Linked DNA regions of Arachis hypogaea: region 1 is linked to region 2. The links are chromatin contacts, called in public Hi-C maps. All regions are on one chromosome and are shown on one strand. The core of a region is the stretch at or near the end of the contact, and the rest is flanking DNA. Distances in the headings are between cores, read along the strand shown.

Region 1 (6,104 bases), core at 1,976-4,475, 310 kb after region 2:
GTCGCAGTGGTTGATTTGTTCTGACTATTATAATGTGGCTTTCGAAATATTACCTCAGTCTTCTTGCTGTTGTGACCAAGGCTAATGCGAGCTGTTCTATCTTCGGATACCTGGTTTCTGGCGGTTGTAGAACTTTGCTGACGAAGTACACTGGGTTTTGTGTTTCCCTTGTTTCAGACACTAGCACCGAACTTATGGCATGGTTAGAAACTGATAAGTACAAAAATAATGGTTTACCGAGCTCTGGTTTTTGGAGGATTGGTGGTGATGATAGTATTTGTTTAAGCTCTGTGAAAGATCGTTCGCATTCTTCTGTCCAGTTGAACTTTTTGTTCTTGGAGATTGTTTAGAAAAAATGGTATGATCGGTTTGCTACTGCAGGTAGAAATCGTGATAGTGCAGCAACTCTTCCTGCTAGTTGTTGTACTTCTTTTATTGTCTTCGGGCTGTTCATTTTAAGAATAGCTTCACATTTTTCTGGGTTTGCCTCAATCCCTCGTGAGGTCAGCATAAATCCGAGGAATTTCCCTCCTTGAACTCCAAATGCGCATTTTTCTGGGTTGAGTCTCATGTTATATGCTCGGAGCTGTTGGAAGACCTCTTCCAGGTCATCACAGTGTGATCCCTGTGCCTAGGTTTTTGCTACCATGTCATCTACATAGATCTCCATGTTTGGTCCTATCTGATGTTGGAAGACTTTGTCCATAAGTCGTTGGTATGTTGCTCCTGCATTTTTAAGGCCAAATGGCATAACTTTGTAACAAAAATTTTCGTGTTCTGTTATAAAAACCGTTTTGCTTTGGTCTTCTGGATGCATAAGGATCTGGTTATACCCAGAGTATGCATCCATGAAGCTTAGACTTTTAAACCCAGAAGCATTATCTACTAGTTTATCAATGCAAGGTAAAGGATAGGCATCTTTTGGACAAGCTTTATTTAAATTTGTAAAGTCGATGCACATGCGCCATTTACCTGAGTGTTTCCTTACCATTACCACATTTGAGAGCCACGTGGTGAAGCGGAGCTCTTTGATAAAGCCGGCGTTGAGGAGCTTCTTTGTCTCTTCAAGGGCTGCTTTCATTTTTTCAGTTCCGAGGTTCCTCTTTTTCTGGGTGATCGGCCTACTTGTTTTGTTTATGGAGAACTTATGGCAGATTATACTCGGATCTATTCCTGGCATGTCTTTTGGTGTCCATGCGAATAAGTCGGCGTTGTCTTGGAGCACCCTTATTAGCTTTGTTCTCTCCTCTCCTTCTAATTCTCGGCCGATATAAGTGAACTGTTCGGCCTTTGTCGTCAGAGGAATCTTCTGGAGTTCGTCTGTTGGCTGGGGCCTTTCCTGGAAGTCCTCCCTTGGATCCAAGTCGGCGAGCATCAATACCTCGGATGTGGTGTGAGTTATTTTCGTTCCCTGATTAGCCCTTGGTTGTATGTTGGTTTTCTTCAGGCTGGCGTTGTAGCATTGCCGAGCTTGTTGTCGGTCTGAATGTACTGTTGCTATCTTGTTGTTTTGTACTTGAAACTTAACACACAATTGTAATGTAGATACTACCGCCCTGAAGTTATTCAGGGCGGGCCTTCCAAGAATAATGTTATAAGGACTAGGACAGTCAACTATAAGATATTGGACGTCAATAGTTTTTGCTAATGGGGGGTTGCCTATGGTTGTTTTTAGCCATATGTGTCCTTTTATTGGGACCCTTTCTCCAGAGAACCCAACCAGTTCTCCCGATGAAGGTTGCATGGCCTTTTTCAGATAATTGCATTTTTATAAAGGTTGAATAGAATAGTACATCAGCACTACTACCTAGGTCCAAGAGGACCTTTCTTACCAATAACTCTCCTGTTTGGATGGAGATCACCACTGGGTCATTGAGGTTTGGGCCTGTTGAGGTTAGGTCATCTTGACTAAAGGTTATCTATGGCTCTGTTGTGTTGTGCTTTGTTGTAGGTATTGTTCCTTCGATTGCCAACATTGCTCGGTAATTTCTTTTTCGTGCCGAGCTTGTTTCACCTCCTCCTGCATATCCTCCTGATATGCAGTTTATGATCCCCCTGGGGGGTCTATTGTTGTCCATTTTCCTTTTTCTTTCTCTGTTGATCGCTCTTCTGGCTCCTTTTTGGTTTCCCTGCTTTTTCGTCCCTCGACATACTTGTCTAGGAGCCCTTGCTGAGCTAACCTTTCCAACAGGTCCTTGGCTATTAAGCATTCATCCGTCGTGTGTCCATACTTCTGGTGGAAGGCACAGTGCTTACTTCTGTCCACGAACCGTTGATCTTGATAGCTTCCTGCTCTGGCGGGGGGTTTGACTATTTTGGCGTTGAGGATTTCCTTGATTATGTTCTCCCTCTTTGTATTGAATCTGGTGTAGGTATCGAACTTTGGTGTGAGCTTAAAGGGCTTCTTTTGCTCTTTTTTGCTCGGCGGTTTGAATGTCCTCTCTTCCTCTCTTCTTGTCGGCTGTTCTTCCGTTTTTTGAGCTTCTTGTAATTCCTCGATCTCCATCTGACCTGCAGCTCTCTCTCGGAATTCTTCCAACAACCTGGGTTTAGTAGTTGCAATTGTTTCTCTGAATTTCCCAGGTCTGAGGCCTGTCTTAAGCGCGTGCAGGTGGACCTTAGGGTCCAAATCTGGAATCTCCATGGTGGCCTCGGCGAATCGGGTTAAGTAGTCTTTAAGGCTTTCATGTTGTCCTTGCTTGATCGTCCCGAGGTAGTCTGATCCATGGACGTAAATCCTTGAGGCGGCGAAGTAGTCGATAAAAGACCTCGCCAGATCCTCGAAGGATGAAATTGATCCTGCAGATAATTTAGAAAACCAAAGTAGAGTAGCACCGTCAAGGTAAGTGGGAAAAGATTGACAAAGTATAGGTTCATTATTAGCGCCGTTAAAGAACATCATAGACTGGAATTTTTTTATATGAGCTCGGGGGTCGCCAATCCCCTTATATGGTTCCAGGGAGTTAGGCAGCACGAAATTCTTCAACATCCTGAAGTTTGTGATTTCTTCGGAGAAAGGGTTATCCAGCGTCAGCTTTTCCTTTGGCGGGGTGATGCTTAAAGGATCTGAGTTCCCCAGGGCCGAGCTTTTGGAGCTACCTTCTTCATGCTTTCCTGCATTATTTTGTGTGGAATGTTCAGCAAGTCTTTGGACTTCTGCTTGGAGTTCGGCCATCTGGCCTAGAAGTTCGGCTTGGTTGAATTGTTGAGCTCCGTTCTCAGCCATATCTAGAAGGTCGAAATCCCTGCGCAAAAGAAAAGAGAAAAACGCAGTGTAGCAGTAATAGTGGGATTAGATTAATTCCGGCCCCACGGTGGCACCAAATGTTCCGTTTTGATGTTGCCGAGGTATAGCGACTCCTTCTGCCTGCAACTGTGCTCAGGTGGAAGAGGTATACGTCGGCTGGGTTGGAACACCGCGGCGGAAGCACCTGCAAAAAGCACTCCGACGCTCAAGTAAGAATGTGAGTTATGAGAAAATAAGAGAAAATGAATCAGAGTGAGTTGTGTAACATGTTTTACTCCGAGGTTACCTATCTGTTTATATAGGCATTTTTGATATGTTCGGTTATAGTATTTTTCGGAGTTTTCCATGAGTTCCGAGATTATCTCTATGATGACGTTAGTTATGGCCTCCGAGATTATCTTTAGGATAACGTTTGAAAGTGTTAGTTATGACTTCTGAGCTCTATTATAACTCGTCTGAACTTGGTGGGTTTGTTATTATTTGGTTGCGTTTCTATCCGAAAAATCTATATATCTTACCTGCCGAGGTATACGTTATGTATCACTTTACATTGTTGATTTTATATGTCATCCTCTTTACGATTACTCTTTTGAAAAACTCTAATATTTTTTAATATTTGTCATTATTAATTCGTTATTGTGACTTTAAATGTTACTTCCAGTGTCTATATACATGTAAATTATATGTTTTAAAAATATAAATCGAATAATTTAAAAAACAATTAACATTACTTAAAAAAGATTTTAGTTATAGGATTAATTTTGTTAATTATTACGAGAACAGTTACTAAATTCGAATTAAATAGTTAAGAGGACATTAATATTGTTAAGAAGAGATTTTAGTAGTATGGATCATCTTGCTAATTATTGTAAAAACCATTTCAGGAAGTAACATTAAAATTAAAAAGAAATAAGTATATATGTTTGGTTTCATAATAAAATGGCATCTACCATAATATTTATATGGCAAAATTATAAGTAATCTCTTCACTTGAATGTAGAATGACTTTGGTATCAACTTTTATAAAATACTAATGCGCATAATAAAAAATAATGATAGTATATAATATATTTTAATATATATTATATTATTTAAAAATTAATTAAAATATATGTAAATTAATGTTAAATTTGATTGTATTTTTTACTTAAAATATTTTGTAGTACACATTTTTTTTATATTGAAGTTGTACATAGTTACATTTTTATTTGTTTTTGTTTTCGTATTTATTTTAGTTGACGGACTTAATCTTTTTATGTGGTATTTGTCTTTTTTTATTTTTGGTTATTGTTGAGTTATTTCTTTTTCTTTTTTTTTTTGTCATATGTTTTTGTAAGGACATATTCTTTCTAAATTGTTGATTTGTATGTATTTTTTATTGTCTTTTTTGTTCCATCTTTATATGTATAAATGAGCAATATAAATAATTGTTTTGAATAACTGAAATTTTTATAGTATTACCTATTTTATTTGTTATAATAGAAATTGAGTTTTAGTATTTTTTGTTGGGACAATATTTTGATAACCATGTATTATTGTAAAAAAATTTTCTATTTAAAATTTCTATTTTTTATTTGTTAGCATTAGGTATATGATATTCTATATATGTAAATAAGTAAATTAAAATGAATTGTATATTTTTTTTTATTCTTTAAATATTAACTTTATTTTTCGGATTTTATAGCTTTTCTTTTGATATTTATTTGTTCTTCTTCTCCTAATGCATGCAATTTTTTAATGACATTTATAATAATAAGAATAAAAATTTTTAGAATATTTATTACGTATGTAGATAAATATTGAATAAATTATTTTTAATAAGATTAATTTAAATTGTATAAAATAAAAATATATGTTAACATTTTTCTTTGACCCACTTTATCAAATAGTGTCTCAAGTGATACAAACTTAAAATAGTATTAAAAAATATTTAAAATTGATTCTTTAATTTCGTTCACAATAATTTTGAGTAAAAAGTATATTTTTATTATTTCATTAATTGGCTTACACAAATTATTTGCATTTTCTATTTTTAAATTTTTTATGGCATAGACTTTTTTCTCACAATTATATGAAGAGATATTTCCTAAGGTGTTAGTAAATTATAGTTAAAAATTAGTAAACAAAACATATAATTATAATTTTATAAGGATCTTAAAATATAATTATATTTAAAGTATTAAAATAATAAAAAAAATATAAAGTAAAATTAATAGGAGTGTTTTTCTTTTTAAAGATGCAATATTTTTTTTTTTCGTATCTTATCATTTAATATAATCATTTATAAGTAAATAGACTTCTCTTTATTTGTTGGTGTAAATAAAATATTTATTTAAGTAGAATTTTTTGATAAAATATATAAAAGAATTAATTTTTTTCTATTTAATTTTGATAAATTATATTTAAACAAAAAAATAACATATAAACACAAAAGTAATATATTGACATTCAAACAGTTTGACTCATAAATTCTACTTCAAAATTTTTTTTCGTCAAATAAAATTCTACAATTATTTATATAAGTTAAAGAAAACAAAATTATAGAAAATTAGAATAAATTCAAATATTTTAATAATTCTTCTTAATATCTTTGAATATCAATTGACTTCATAACTTATAATTTAATATCTAAAATTAAAGAATTTAGAAAAAGATATAATATATAGGTTATTTGATTTATAACACAAAATATACCAAAATAGAATAACATTTTAATAAACATAGCTAATGACAAAGAAATAACAGGATAGTTTTTCTTACAAAATAATTTAATAGTGATATTAATTTTATTAATTAAAAAATAATGCTAATAAAAGTTATTGATCAAATTTATTATTAATATTAATTAGAAGGTAAT
Region 2 (5,804 bases), core at 2,994-5,493:
GATCCTTGAGAGAAAAGATAAAATGTAGTCTTTGAATTAAGGATTGAAGCTTAGCTCAATTGTCAACTGTAATTAATATATCTACATATGCTAAGAAAGTGACTGAGTTATATATCTAACGAATAAAGAAGGATCAAATTTAATACTAGAGAAACCAAACTTCTTTAAGATACAAGAGAATCGTCTTCTAGAAAGAGCAATGGTTATTACAATTCAAATAGTTTGTTGTTTAACAAGAAAACTAAAGGTTTGATCAAAATCAACCACTTCCCTGGCATGAAAGCCATTAGCCACAAGTCTAGCCTTATATCTAAGAATCTGACTTTGAGGCTTTTTTTTTTCTCAAGGCAAACACCCATTTGCTGCCTAGGATAGTAGCATTAAAAGGAGGGACAATAAGATCCCAAGTTCATGAAGACCCTGTGTTAGAAATTGTAATACCATATGTCCATATCCATTAGCAATATAAAGTCAACATAGTAGTAGTAGTATTGTTGAATTTGCCACCTCTAGTGAAACGTCCACCACCACCTCTTCTTGAGAAGATACTTATCTCGTAATTCTGGCTATAAGGTACTGGTGATTGTAATAAAGAGGAATGTTAGGGGCCAGCAACTTTTATGATTTGTAGCCATCAAATAGCCATCAATGATGATTTTAATGGTGTGAGATTGATGTGAGATTTCATCCAATAGCTCACTTTTCTTTGCTGGTTACATGCTGACCAGAATTTAACAAAATTGCTGGTCCCCTAAACTTTTTCTTGTAATAAATTCGCAAGAGGGAGATAAAGAAGAGATGATGTCTTTATATTCCTCGGTAAGGTTATCAATGATGGTTTGAATATGATCAACTCCAGAGTCGGGGCAATCAATTGCTATCAAAGAATCTACTAAATGCCTAATTCTAGTAAGATATTCATCTGCATAACTCAAGTAATCTTTACTAATTTTAGTTGGGCTTTAAGACTTGGTACTCTAGCTCTAAAAGAGGCAGTGAAAACTTCTTGATTTTTATCATAAAAAGAGTTGCAATGCACTATCTTGTTCTTTAAGTTAGAGTGCGCTGATGCCAAAAGCCATGTCATGAGTGAAAGATCTTCAAGTTTCCACTCTTTATATTGTATCTAATTCTACTTTGGTAGGTTTTCATTGCATCTCCAGAATCTACGCATTGAGGTAGAATCTTTTCCTTCTTAAAGTGACCTTCCAACCGTGATGTTGGCAGAGTGGTGCCATGTGAGAAAATTGTTCTCGTTCATCTTATCAATGATGATAGGTAGAAGGTATTTGCATGTGGAAGCACTGGTGTGGATCACTGCCATGATGTTAACTACTGGCTCTGGATACCATATTAGAGTTTCAAGACTTGTGATAAAAAGTGGTGTTTGATCAATGAAGATTGCACAAGAGAAAAATGAGTGAAGAAATGAAACTGAATGAGTTGGGTATGATTCTGAGTTTACAGTACATGTACTACACCTTCCTTTACATACACTCACCGATTCACACTCCTAATCCTATTCTTTATACTACTATACAATGCTAATTGCTAAGTATCATGAGTTAGTTTTGTCTGTTGCATTTCTATTAACCATTTAACCTTCACAGTGTAAGTCAACAAACAAATTTAACCGCAATTGTTTTTCATCCTACAAGAGAGGATTAGGGGAAGAGAGATAAACATAAAGGGGATAAACATTCAAATAAAGGCAATGTATGCAATCAAGTGAGCAATGAGCCAAAACAACAAAATTAGCAAACAGGAAATTTATGGTATCCATAACAGTTCCTAAATTTAAAACAAAACTCCAAATGTATTATAGAAAGTTGGACTAAAATTAAAACCATAAGTTATTTGGTTCCTACTAACAAAATACACATTTGATATATTAAAATTAGAAGAGAATGTAAACTGCTCGCAGAAAGTGTAACATACATAGTTGCTACAGCAAGCTTCTAAATGGGTGACGAGAACGGCCCTATCATTCATGGAGTGTCCCCATAATGTCTTCGTCTCGATACAGGTAATACCTAAGAGTAAAAGATAAATAAATAAATAAATAAATCATAATCTAAAATAAAATCAGCAGCTGTTGTTGCAACTATGACGAATATAGCCAGTGTGAACGGCCAATTTTATCCAAAGGTTAAAGCTTCCGTGGTTGTTTGAATTATGCTTTTGAAATTGAAATATAGAGATAAAGGTAGAGATAGAAACAAAGAGGCAAATACGTACATATATTTCCTATCCAAGTTTTAAGAAACACACGAAATACAAGAATTTTTTAAGCCCATTTTTTTGTATTCATATTTCTATTTTAGAAACAGTGTTCAAACATAGCTTAAGTGAAAGCCTTATGCCCCCTCGTGCAAAATAAATTTAACCTTAATGCGTAAACAATTGCCTGCCATATTTGTCCTTGTGGAAAAAATTCAATCAAATTCCCGACTTTTTTAAGAGGCCTCAACATTCAAGATCTTTTGTTTTCAAGACTTTGTGGGGGGAAAAAAGGAAAAATAATGAAAACAATGGAATCTTGTTTTCCCTTGTTTTTATTTTTATTTTTTTCTACAAAATTCTGAAAACAGAAAATACTGAAAATTAAAAAAAAAGAAAACCTTTCACAAGCCTATCAGGTTAAGAATCAAAAGTGCAGAAAACACTAAAAATTAATTGGACAAAAGTGCAGCTAAAACCTAATTACTCAACATTTTTATTTTACGAATATATGCCGGAAGAAAAAAAAAAAACTTAAAAAGGCATTTTAAAGCTTATCACATCGAATGTGTCAAGCCATGCAAAAATATGAAATTAAGAACTGTAAGAGTGCCAATCAAAGAAATAAATGGAACATGGAATGTACAAAAGATGTACTTACTCTTTGTCAGCAAGTTTCACCTCTGTTCCTCCATATTCAGGTAAAAGGACAGTGTCGCCTTCCTTCACGGCAAGAGGAATTAGGTTCCCGTCCTTGCCACGAAGACCGGGGCCAACAGCAATAACTTTTCCCGAGTTCAACTAAAGCAAGTCACCAAGTCATCAAATGCACTTCAATCAAGCAAGAGTTCCACACAAATTGGACGTATTTAATAATAAGAAAACCCGTGTTAAGAACATAACACTAATACTGATTGCACAAAAAAAATTTGAACCAGGGAAACAATTTTTCCCTCAACGACAATCGCCAAGTCATGAAATGTACTTCGATCAAGAAGCACTCAACACAAAATATACTAAGAAATCCTGTGTTAAAAATACGTAACACTAACACTGATTGCACAGGAAACTTTTGAACTAGGAAAACATTTTTGTTCCATCAATGTGGAGCAGAATTCTATAAGAGTAGAGAACGATAAGCAACAAGCGAAAGACATTTATGAGAATCAAACCCAGAATTAGGACATATAATCAACTTTCACAAGTGTATTTCACAGTTTGGAAACTCTTTCATGGATTACTACTGATTTATAGCATTTGACCACAAATTGATCCTACAATAATTCGTTCTTCATCAAATTGGGGTGCAAAAATGTTTGCTATTTTTCTCTAGCCTATCATATCAATCTAACATTAACTTTTCTCCCTCTAACAATTAAGTTGTGATAAGAGAAACATAAATACAGGTACAGTAAAAAAAATAAAATAAAATAAAATAATAGGAGGAATACATTTCCAATGGCAAATTACGGGAAAACAAAGGAAAAGTTCCAACACATTTGTGTAGATAACCATGGATCCAATAATAATAATTAATAACAATTCTCTTAAAAAGTTCGGTGCCCGAGGGGCATCAACTAAACAAAAAACATAGTGGTATTGTTGAGAATAATTAACATAACGGAAAGTGGGAACAGAAAGAAATTGCATTAAGAAATTTTGAGACAAAAAATAAAATATATAATTGAGATAAAGAAGTAAAGGAGAAATGGGTATAAATTAAGACCTTGGTGGTCTTCTCTGGTAAAAGAATGCCAGTGTTGGTCTTCGATGGAGGGATGATTTTCTCAACCAATACACGATTCAGTAGAGGAACAAGGCGCTTTGCCATTTGAAACACGAGAGAGAGAGAGAGGGAGGGGGGTTGATTCAGTAAAGAAATCGTAGGATTTTCGGCTGGTAGGGTTTTAGAGGGGGTTTATACTTTATATTCAATTGTCGGAGGAGTTTCTAGAATTTTCAGCTAAAATTTTTGCTCCCTTTTGAGTGCCTCAATATTAACTTATCCTAAAAGGTTTTTTGGTAACTTAATTTTTCATTTTTTATTTGTTATATTTTGTATTAATAATTTATATTTAAAATATAATATGTAGATTAACATCTTCTGAATAAATTATAAGAAAAAATGAAAAATGCAAAATTTGTAAATATATACTTTTGAATTTTAAAATGGAGCTTGGCATTGTGTAATGCAATGTTATTAAAGAGTTGCATGTTTAATGTTATTGTGGAGGACAGCTGCAAGTAAATCGAATGGTCATAGAAATAAAAATCGAACGGTTCACTTTAGGTACACAAATTGAATGGTCTGATTTTGGTACCTAAGATATGTGTCTTTCATACAGCGGACTGCAGGGGGCGAAGCTAGACAATATTTACTAGGGGTCAATATCTTTTTTAGTTTTTTATTTTAACAAAAAAAAGTTAAAAATAACTCTATATATAATTTTAATTAAAAATAACAACTAAACCTTAAAAATTTACTTTTTATAAGATAACTGAACATACCGTATATTAAAATAATTAAACACAAATATCTCAAAACTAATTTCAAATATTGTAAATATAAGTTGTTACATACTTGTTTTTAGAATCTTCAAATACTATTCAATTTCTTTTTAGACGTTTCCTGCAAAATTATTAAAAAAATGTATTATGCTTCAACCTTCATGTAAATAATTTAAATCACAACCATAATTTATGCAATAAAAAAATTAGTAACAATATTATTAGAGGTGAAATAAATTAAAATTTGCAACTTACATAGACAATTGAGCTCGATGCTTTTTCCTTGATTCAAAGTCATCTATTATTGAATTTGTACTGAAAGTAGCTGCAATTTCTTTTTCAATGTAAATGACTAAATTATTTGCAAGAAATTCGTCTGCCATTTTACTCCGAAGTCTTGTTTTAACAATTTTCATTGCCGAGAAAGCTCTTTCTATTGTTGTTGTAGATACTGGAAAAGTCAAGACATTGCGAATCAGTCTATTAACCAAATGATAAGTTTTTTATTTTTCTGTTTCTTTCAATCTTTGACATAACTCAGAAAGTGTCCCAACATCTTTTAGATGATTCGGTATATCAAATGCATAATGTTACAATTGAGCATTCAAAAGAATCCTTTTTTGATAAGAAAAAATCTGAAGGATAAAATTTTTCAGCTAACTTGCATATATTCTGAATATTAAACAACTTAAAATTGTCTTTAGGGACAAAGCATTACTTAAAGTCAAAAGCTCCATGGTTTCCTCATTGAATCTACTATTTAACTCTTGAATTTGAGAGTCAATTGCTGCTAAAAACACATATACTCGATAATGATGCTTGATTGTTATCTTTGGTTGACGAGATCGACCTCTTCCAACCGTGTATTGTGTACTCATATCAGGGATGTGAATTTCATGTTTCTCACAAAACTTCTTAACAATCTCAAGTAAATTGCACCAACCATTATCCCTCAATTTTTGAAGTAGTTTTGATGTGGAAACAGCATGCATTGCATTTAAAATATCTTGAGATTTTTAATGTAATGCTTGGCACAAAATATTAGTAATCCCCATAATTTCCTTCATCAAATATAA

Evidence for each region. A called contact is a pair of places that touch in the nucleus more often than the background predicts.
Region 1: a contact with region 2 is called in a Hi-C map of leaf, with 2.1 times the contacts expected there. The contact joins the promoter of LOC112730178 here to the promoter of LOC112727590 in region 2. A contact is called at or near these places in 3 of 8 Hi-C or Micro-C datasets (leaf and an unstated tissue).

The regions. Positions count from the first base shown.
Region 1 is chr12:83,569,517-83,575,620 of arahy.Tifrunner.gnm2.J5K5, forward strand. LOC112730178 reads right to left here and starts at 3,226. Exons shown (of 1, transcript XM_025780278.1): 1 at 2,045-3,226. The coding sequence starts at 3,226. The coding sequence ends at 2,045.
Region 2 is chr12:83,259,637-83,265,440 of arahy.Tifrunner.gnm2.J5K5, forward strand. It overlaps LOC112727590 (10 kDa chaperonin, mitochondrial), which reads right to left and starts at 4,244. Exons shown (of 3, transcript XM_025777396.3): 1 at 3,947-4,244; 2 at 2,882-3,021; 3 at 1,737-2,033. The coding sequence starts at 4,051. The coding sequence ends at 1,985. LOC112730173 reads right to left here. Exons shown (of 7, transcript XM_025780273.1): 6 at 4,984-5,179; 7 at 4,828-4,849. The coding sequence ends at 4,828.